Regions from separate parts of the Rattus norvegicus genome. Here region 2 is linked to region 1. Evidence: chromatin contacts called from public Hi-C data. All regions are on one chromosome and are shown on one strand. The core of a region is the stretch at or near the end of the contact, and the rest is flanking DNA. Distances in the headings are between cores, read along the strand shown. Region 1 overlaps Vwa5b1 (von Willebrand factor A domain containing 5B1). Region 2 overlaps LOC108351048.

Region 1 (4,261 bases), core at 998-3,497:
ACAGAGACAAAAATAGACAGACATACATAGACAGACAGACAGGTAGACAGGCAGGCAGGCAGAGACAGATTCTATCTCTTCCCTTCTCCTCCTCCTCTTCTTCCTCCTCCTCCTCTTCCTCCTTCTCCTCCTCCTCCTCCCTCCCTCCCTCTCGCTTGCACTCTCTCCCTCCCTCTCTCTCTCTCTCTCTCTCTCTCTCTCTCTCTCTCTCTCTCTCTCTCTCTCTCTCTCTCTCTCTCTCTCAGACTGAACACATAGCAAATTAGCCAGAACCTGAGATTAGGACTCAGGATGACCTGACCTGGAAGTTCACGCCCTTTCTACCAAGTAGTGAGCTCTCTTGATGGCTTGCTGCCTTCTGAGGGCTGTTCAAGAAACCAGGGCAACGAAGGGGGAGGAGTAAAAGGAAAGGGGATCATACATTATCCCTAAATACAAATGGAATATAAACCACATAGTATGTAAAGGAAACATAAACTCACAACAAGGGAACCCCATAATTCTTACTGGCCCTTATCTCTGTTCTCCAAGTGTGTCCTATTGAGATTTCACTAGTCAAGTCCTGGGGAAAAGCTGCCCCAGTTCCTGAACTAAATTAGCTCACAACCCAGCCCTGCTACACAGGGCTTGGAATTTATGTGTTTCTGAACAGGACTTACTTAATTAGCTGTGTAATCGTTTGATTAATGCTGGCCTCTCTTAGCCAGTGCCAGGTACCCCTGGGAAAGGATGAGATTACTGTATTCTATGCCAGCCAACCCTCCGAGGCCTTTGTGGGGCCAAACACCTAGCCTGGTCCCCAGCTGACTGTGTGGAAGTCATTGGGACTGGTGTGAGTGGGCAGGATCTAGGCTAGGTCTAGGGGTCCTGTGGGAAAGGTTTGACCTCAGAGGATCTCCTACCACTGTTGGCTATCCAGAACCAGACATGGATCACTGAAGAGAAATGCTGGCTATGAGGGAGCACAGGGGTGGGAGAGTATAGGAGCACTGGTAGGAGAGGAGGACACAGGAAGAGAGGAGGATGGGTCACCAGGAGAGTGGAAAAGATGGAGGAGGCCGGGGCTGAGGAAGGGAGGGCACCTCAGGTTGAGGATGCAGCCCCAAGCTCCATTTAATGTGGGGTGAGACATGGTGTAGCGTGGGCTCCGGGAAACAGTTAGTGGTATGGAGATGGAGCCTTGACCTCCGCAGGGGTGTTATAAGGGTCAGAGGCAGGGGAGGAGGGGTGCATAGTGTGGAGCTAGTTGATGAGGCTAGCCTAGGGCTAACCTTAGGTTACTGAGACAGAGTAAGGGACTTTGAGGGGTTTGGGTGTGGGTGGGAGTTCAAAAATGAGAGAAGGGATCTTGGGCAGTAGATGTGGCGCTAGGCTTCTGGAGGGCGGGCCTCAGGGTGTGGGCGGGGCTTTGGAAAGGCACAAGTCTGGCCTCGGGCAGTGGGAAGGTCACTGTGCTGCTAAGGGGAATACCGCTATCCCCAATCCTGGTCGCTCACCCAGCTCAATCTCATCCTCGCGCTGGGCCAGATGCTCGAATTCGCGGATGATGGCGCGGGCCGCCAGGTGGTGGAAAGTCTCGCCCCACATGTCATCGTTCTGTGTGTCCTCCCTCCGCAGGGCTGGAGGTTCTAGCTCAAAGCTCACTTCCCACTGCATATGCTGGTTGTCACACACTCCTTTGACCAAAACTTTGCCCAGCACAGGGCTTGGCGTGGCGGTCCTGTAGGGAGCTTGCTCCTCTAATTCAGCCGTGGGCTCCAAGTCTGAGGATGTCTCTGGTTCCAAGGTCGAGGGAAAAGGGGGTGGCTCTGTGGCTGGAGGGACAAGAAGGCTGAAATTGAGGCTGCACAGGCAGCCATTCACAGAGAATATCATCCCTCCCCTGGGGGCAGTCACTTCTAGAAAATAGAAAGGCTTAAAGGACAGCTCCTTCCTAAAGCGCTAATGCCACACAGGGGGCTTGCGCGTGTTCCAGAGAGGGACAGATCCACCTTTCTGGAAGCCTGTCCCTGAGGGGCTGGACAGATGCGTTGGACCCAGAAAGGTTCTCAGAGCAAGACAGGCACTGGTACTCTGTCCCTGTCATCTGAAATTGGGTCACAGCCCTCCTGTTCCCTCAGACCCTGGACCTTGGACCCTTACCTAGGTCCTCAGAGCTTCGGCTGTTAAGGACAGACTTCCGGCCGGAGCCAAGACCCAGCTCTCTCACGGGGCTCCAGGCCTGGGGCTCCGGGCCAGAGAACCGCATGGGCTGGCAGCCTTGAGGAAGAAGGGAAGGCCTGCGGGCTCCAGGGCCATGAAGTCTGGGGCCCTGGCTTGGGTCATGGCCTCTGGTGAGTAGCGGCTAAGGAGGAAAGCAAGGGGAGGAGGAAGGGAGGGAGGAGAGGCAGAGGGAGGCGTGTGTGTGTGTGTGTGTGTGTGTGTGTGTGTGTGTGTGTGTGTGTGTGTGTGTGTGTAGGAGGATGGCGGGTGTGTGTGTGTGTGAGGAGGAGGATGGCGGGTGTGTGTGTGTGGAGGAGGATGGGGGGGGAGGGGGACATGGAGAGGGAGGGGATAAATAAGATGGGAGGAAGAGGAGGGGAGGGAGGAGGGAGAGGGAAGGAGGAGGGCATGGGGAGCGGAGGGGAGGGAGGGAGGGATGAGGAAAGGAAGGAGAAGGAAGGAGGAAAAAGGAGGGAGGAAGAAGAAAATTAGGAGGATGGAAAGAGGAAGAGGGGGAAAATAAAGGAGGTGAAGTTCATGTGGCAAGAGCCTCCTTCTGCTTCCCCCAACAGTTCCCTCTCTTCCCTCCTCCAACCCCCAGTGATCTCTCTCTTTCTCCACAGGTCAGGCCTCTCAGGGACCCAGGGACCCTGGACCTAGTCCCCACCACCCTTGAGAAACAGAAACCAGAAAGATTCCAGGCCATGGTCAACTCCAAAGCACAGAAAACCTCATACCACGGATAATTCCAAACCTACTTTCTTTTCTGGCAGAGAGCTTAAAACCTTTTTTGTGCGTAGTTAAAATTACCAACCTTCCCCCTACATCTATCTCCCCATATGGCATGCTTAAAAGGTCTTTCCCACCCCCAAGAAAATCTTCTAGAAGTTTTGAGTTTTTTTGGTTGTTTGTGTGTTTTAAGCCTTTGATTCATCTGGGACTTTTCCTGTAAGGAGATAGGAACTAGCTTTTACTTTGATTTCCCGAGTGCTTCAGACCTCAGCGCTGTTTACGGAATGTAGCGGGGCTCTCTGGATCTTATCAGTTCAACACACGATTCTCACAGAGCCAGCATGTGTGTTTGGTTTTGTTTGTGGACTTTACAGTCTGTTTTGATAATTTCATCTCTCTGTTCTTGGGCTTGTTATAAACAAGCCTCCGAAAGCCAAGGGGTAGATGGGAAATATCCTTGCAACATGTATGATGGAGTTCTCTCTCTCTCTCTCTCTCTCTCTCTCTCTTTTTAGAAAAAAGAAAATGCTCTTGGAATTCAGGATCCACTGAATTCTATGAAAACACAAGCTTGCTTAATGTTTTTAAATTTCTTTACCATGTGTGTTTGTGTGTAATGCAGTGCACAGAGGGCACGCACTCGAACACATGTGTGTGTGTGCGTGCACACACACATACACACACATACACACACACATACACACACACAGACACACACACACACACACACACACACACACACACATGAAAGGAGTTCTTTCATACCATGAGACTCAGGGATTGTCTCAGGTCAGGCTTCTTAGATGTCACACAACTGCAGCCCAGTGCTGGGTGACAGACCACGGCTGCCCTGATTTGTACAGCAGAGGCTACAAGACTGGGTGGCACTACCATGCTGACTCACACTAAGATCCCAGCATTGTTTACCAGCCTACCCAGACTGCCTTCCTCCTCACGACACAATCTACATGCCCAAAAGCTACACACGGGAGGGGGACTTCTTCCAAGCACAGAGAGACATCCCATCCCCCTGCCTCATGTGACCCATTGCCCTAAGCTGAGGGGGGTACCTACTTACTGCCCGGCCTATTAGCCCTCTCCAGGTGTACTCAATAAACAACTATTCTTATTCTGACCTTAAAAAGAGAAACGAATTCTCTCTCATGTAATTGGAGGGAAAATACAAAATTAGAATAGTGGGGGCCTTCATCCACAAGCAGTTCATATTGAACATATTAGCCAAGTGGAGATGCTTAGAGCCATGGCAGTTAAGACAAGTCACAATTTTTTCCATATTAGAGACAGGTAAGTAGCTAAATGTGTGACA
Region 2 (4,335 bases), core at 197-2,696, 110 kb after region 1:
TGGAGGCTAAGGGAGTGTGGGGCCTGAGTGCATTGGAACTGTCCTGAGTCACACAGTGAGAGGCAGGATGCACGGGGGCACACCAACACACCAATGTGTGCCTCTGAGAAGGAGTCCTTCCCTGGCTTTAGGGACACTAAAGAGACCTCTGAGTCCTGTTATCCAACTCTGCAATGTTGATGACTGTCGCCCCCATCCACTGTTGATACGGAAGTCCTTCATACCGAGCCTCGGGTGCTTAATACTGGTAGCTGTAGCCAGAGAGAGTCTGAACTTGGCCCTGTGAGAGTTTTACTTTAATCAAAGCCAGTTAGCCAGGCAAGAGTCCCGCCCCTCCTGCTTTGTACCTATTAGCCAATGATGTCAGATTCTGAAGTTGAGCTCCCACCAACGGGATGAGATGCAGTCACTATGGACCAGAGAAAAAAGACAAAAAGCCTTCTTGCTAGTGAGGCTGCTTCAGATTCTAGTAACCCCATTTGCTATGCTGAGGAGAGAACAAGCCCTTGTTTTAAATGCCAGTGGCTCTATTAAATGACTTAGCACCTCAGGGCTAAGTGTCTTAATCCTATATGATGCCTAGCAACCAACACTCATTAGATTGTGTTCTCCTCCTGGACCCCTCCTCAACTGGGCTGTATCTATTGCCTTAAACCTTCCTTCTTCAAGCACCCCTGTGCCCAATATCAGCATCATCCTTCAGGGAATATGAAGGGGGACCCGTATGTATTTGAGCTTGGTGGTGAACGTGTAATCGTTTCCACACATTGGATCTGAAGTCTTAATTCCTATTACTGAGGGTATCGGTGACTGATGGCTGCCAGTGGGTCCCCTCAATGACCCTTTGCCTCAGCAGGGTTGGATGAGACCTTCCTCGTGGCTGCACGGCAGTGCAGTTTCTCCTGTGCATTTCTGAGGGCTGCTCTCTTCGTGCAACTATGATCAAGGGCACACTGTTCCACGAACCCTGAACAAATCAGTCTCAGGGAATCCGACCTTGGAGAAAATCCCATATTGTACGTTGGCAATGCCAGTGCTCGAAACCTGAATGTGAGCCTCCTCACAGGAGATGGCAGAGAACGGTGGGGAAGCCACACAGCTATCGGAATTCTATACGTGTCTGTGTCATTTACAGCGGTGTGGTGTTTCGTACTAATCTTGGATCTCAGTATTTGGAATGTAAGTGTAATACTAAGGAAGGCATTGACAGAGGTGACTTCCATCGTGTCCTGGGATAGACTCTGGCACATTGTAGCAGGCAGTGGCGCTTGTGGGTCAGGAGTAGCACCTGCTGAGCATTTCTCTGTCTCCCAGTTTTCTTGGACTCCGTGAAATCACACTCTCTTGATGCAGCCACTTTTTTTCCCACACGTATTCTCCGCTCTGTTGGCTTCTCTTCCCTCTCTGTCCCCTAAATTTAGACCTTCTCCAGGCTGTGCTCTTTTCTTTTCACTGTCCCCCAACAACTCCCCTCCCCAGGCTCCTCCACACCACCACCACAGCAGACAACCTGCCCCCGGGGCCAATGGGTAGCCCTGGTGGGCACGTGTGTGGGAGAAGTGACACAGCTACCAAGATGGGTAAGCCCACTTAGTCATTTGCATAAACACTCATAGCATTTCCCTTTTGGGCTGCTGCAAAAGCCAGCCTGTCGGAGCTTTGAGAGTGTCTGCAATCTTCTTTTCGACCCTTGCCCTTGAATAAGGGCACTGGGCAGCCCCTGAGTAGTGCAGCGGTTCGAGGCTGATAACGGAGAGAACGTGAGAGGAGGCAGAGAGGTGGCAACAACTGTTGAGGTCCTGTCACAGGAGGCAGGAGAAGAAATTCTGGGGACATCCCAGAACAATGAGCAGAGAGTCATTGCTCTCCGCTAAAGACCTCGGATGTCAGGTGTTGACATCTGTACTCTAAGGTCTCCAGGATTGCACAGGATCCGTGGAAATGAAGGGTGGAAATGGTCATTAGCCAGTGTCTGTTACTATAACAAAATGCCTGAGATAATCAACTTCGTTTTGTCTCCTGGTTTCAGGGAGGGGGTCTGCTTGTGGTCATGTGACCCCATTTCTTCCGGTTGTGACACAGTTGAGAACATTTGGCTTGAAGAGGAGGTCTGTTCACCTTATGGAGCCCTCAGTGAGCTGTGACCTAGTTCCCTTCCAGAAGGGCCCGGCTACCAAAGCTTCCACCTCCTCCTGTCATTGCCATGGGCGGGGCCAAAGACCAAGGCGAACTTCTGAACCTCCTGCCTCTACCTCCTAAGTCTAGGGTTATAGGTGTGGGCCACCATGCCTGGTTTGTGCAGTACTGGGGACCCAGTCCAGGGCTTTGTATACAACAGACAAGCACCCTTCCTGCTGAGCCACATCCCCAACCTAGGACCAACCTTTTAAAATAAAGATCTTTGGGTGGAGATCCGAACCACAGACGAGAAATTCTAACGGGTCCACACTTGCAGCTGAACAGAGCTGAGTGTGGTGCTGTGTTCGGTAGCACAATAGGGCGGAGTGTCTATAATTAACGGTGATGCATTGCTTAAAATATCTAGAAGGGAGACTTTGTTTACAATACAGAGAAATGATGCATGTTTGAGGCGGGAGATGTGTTCATTAGCCCAACTCAGCTTTCACATTTTGCACACTTGCACAGGGACACCACACTGTATCTCTTCAATTACCTATTGAAGGTACAATACCTTCAATTACACACATTATATATTTATTTTTGAATGAAATTCTACTGATGGGCTGTGCTTTGGATTGAGTTGATCTATAAGGAACCAGTGGGGGAAAGTCGGTTCTATCTTCAGAGGTTAAGAACTAAGAACACAACTGAAGGAGGAAAGGGGAGGGTGGGGGAAGGAGAAGATGCTTCAGGGAATGGAGAGGAAAAGAGGAGGGGGAGGGGAGGGAGAGGAGAAGGGGGCAGAGAAGAGGGAAGAGGAGACGGGGGAGGGGAGACTAACATCTATTAGTCCTTACTCCTCCCCTAGTGGAAAACATTTCTTCTTTAATAGTCACAAAGCCTTGTGAGGACACACTTCATTCTAGTTTTACAGATAGGAGAACAGATTTTTTTTCCCTAAATCTTAGGAGGGTGTCTTAGTTAGGGTTTTACTGCTGTGAACAGACACCATGACCAAAGCAACTCTTCTAAGAGCAACATTTAACTGGGGCTGGCTTACAGGTTCGTAGATTCAGTTCATTATCATCAAGGCGGGAACATGGCAGCATCCAGGCAGGCATGGTGCAGAGGGAGCTGAGAGTTCTACATCTTCATCTGAAGGCTGTCAGCAGAATATGGCTTCTAGGCAGCTAGGATGAGGGTCTTAAAGCCCACCCTCACAGTGACACACCTACTCCAGCAAGGCCACACCTCTAAATAGTGCCACTTCCTGGGCCAAACATTTACAAACCATGACAAAGGGTCTGCCCCAAAGCCTGTGGTCTTCGGCCTACCTCATCCCACTAGAGGAGCTGGGAGGTAGAAGGGTAGGACATTCCAGTACCATAAATGTTTTAAACTTATCTTTTGGGGTTGGGGCATGTACGGTCATGGTGCCCCTGTGGAAGTCAGAGGACACTTCTGGGAATCAGTTCTCTCCTTCCACCATGTGTGCTTCAGGGATAGAACTTGAGTCATCTGGCTTGGAGGCTTGCACCTTCCCCTCCCACCAGTCCCAGATAATCTGTAACCAGTTTAAGATTTCAATTCTCACAAGACGGGACCGACAAGGCATGCCAAACAGTAGTGTTGATTTGTGTGTAACACAGGCCAATGAAAATGTTAGAATGAATTCGCACCCTGCCCCATCTCTCTAATTCTTTCTACATACCTACAAACATACATACACAGAGAGAGACAGAGACAGAGACAGAGAGACAGACAGACAGACACACACACACACACACGGGCGGATGGACAGACAGACGGATGGACAGACAGAGACAGAGAGAGACAGACAGACGCATACACACACACACACACACACACACACACAAGGATGAACGGGCAGACAGATGGACAGAATTAATTCAGACAACCTCGTTCTAACTAATTTTCATACTGTCTGTGGCTCAATCCCTTACAGACAAATGGATCTCTCTGACTTTCCGTTTATTTGTGGGGGTTGGGGGGGTGAAAATTCTGGAGGTGGGGTGTGATTATAATATTCGAACTCTAAGGTATAGCCTTGGATTGATCAGTCAATGGAATCCTTTCATCTCATAAGCATTAACTTTCTGGCCTACGTACAAAGCCACCCCACGTGGCTGCTTATTTGATAGCCTCTAGTGTCTGCTTCAAAGACGGTAAAAGAAGAAAACCTTTAAAATTGGT

Evidence for each region. A called contact is a pair of places that touch in the nucleus more often than the background predicts.
Region 2: a Hi-C map of frontal cortex shows a contact between it and region 1, with 2.4 times the contacts expected there. The contact joins two enhancer-like sites. A contact is called at or near these places in 3 of 12 Hi-C or Micro-C datasets (the Rat2 cell line, frontal cortex and kidney).

Annotation. Positions count from the first base shown.
Region 1 is chr5:156,092,489-156,096,749 of GRCr8, forward strand. Vwa5b1 (von Willebrand factor A domain containing 5B1) reads right to left here. Exons shown (of 22, transcript NM_001107988.1): 15 at 2,143-2,344; 16 at 1,497-1,814. Among named protein-coding and RNA genes, the nearest start is that of Vwa5b1, 41 kb to the right of the region's middle. Within about 2 kb of position 2,248, at least 3 of the 93 cell types and tissues checked have an H3K27ac peak or open chromatin away from gene starts, as enhancers often do.
Region 2 is chr5:156,200,370-156,204,704 of GRCr8, forward strand. All of the region lies in intron 1 of LOC108351048, which reads left to right. Among named protein-coding and RNA genes, the nearest start is that of Ubxn10, 40 kb to the right of the region's middle. Within about 2 kb of position 1,447, at least 3 of the 93 cell types and tissues checked have an H3K27ac peak or open chromatin away from gene starts, as enhancers often do.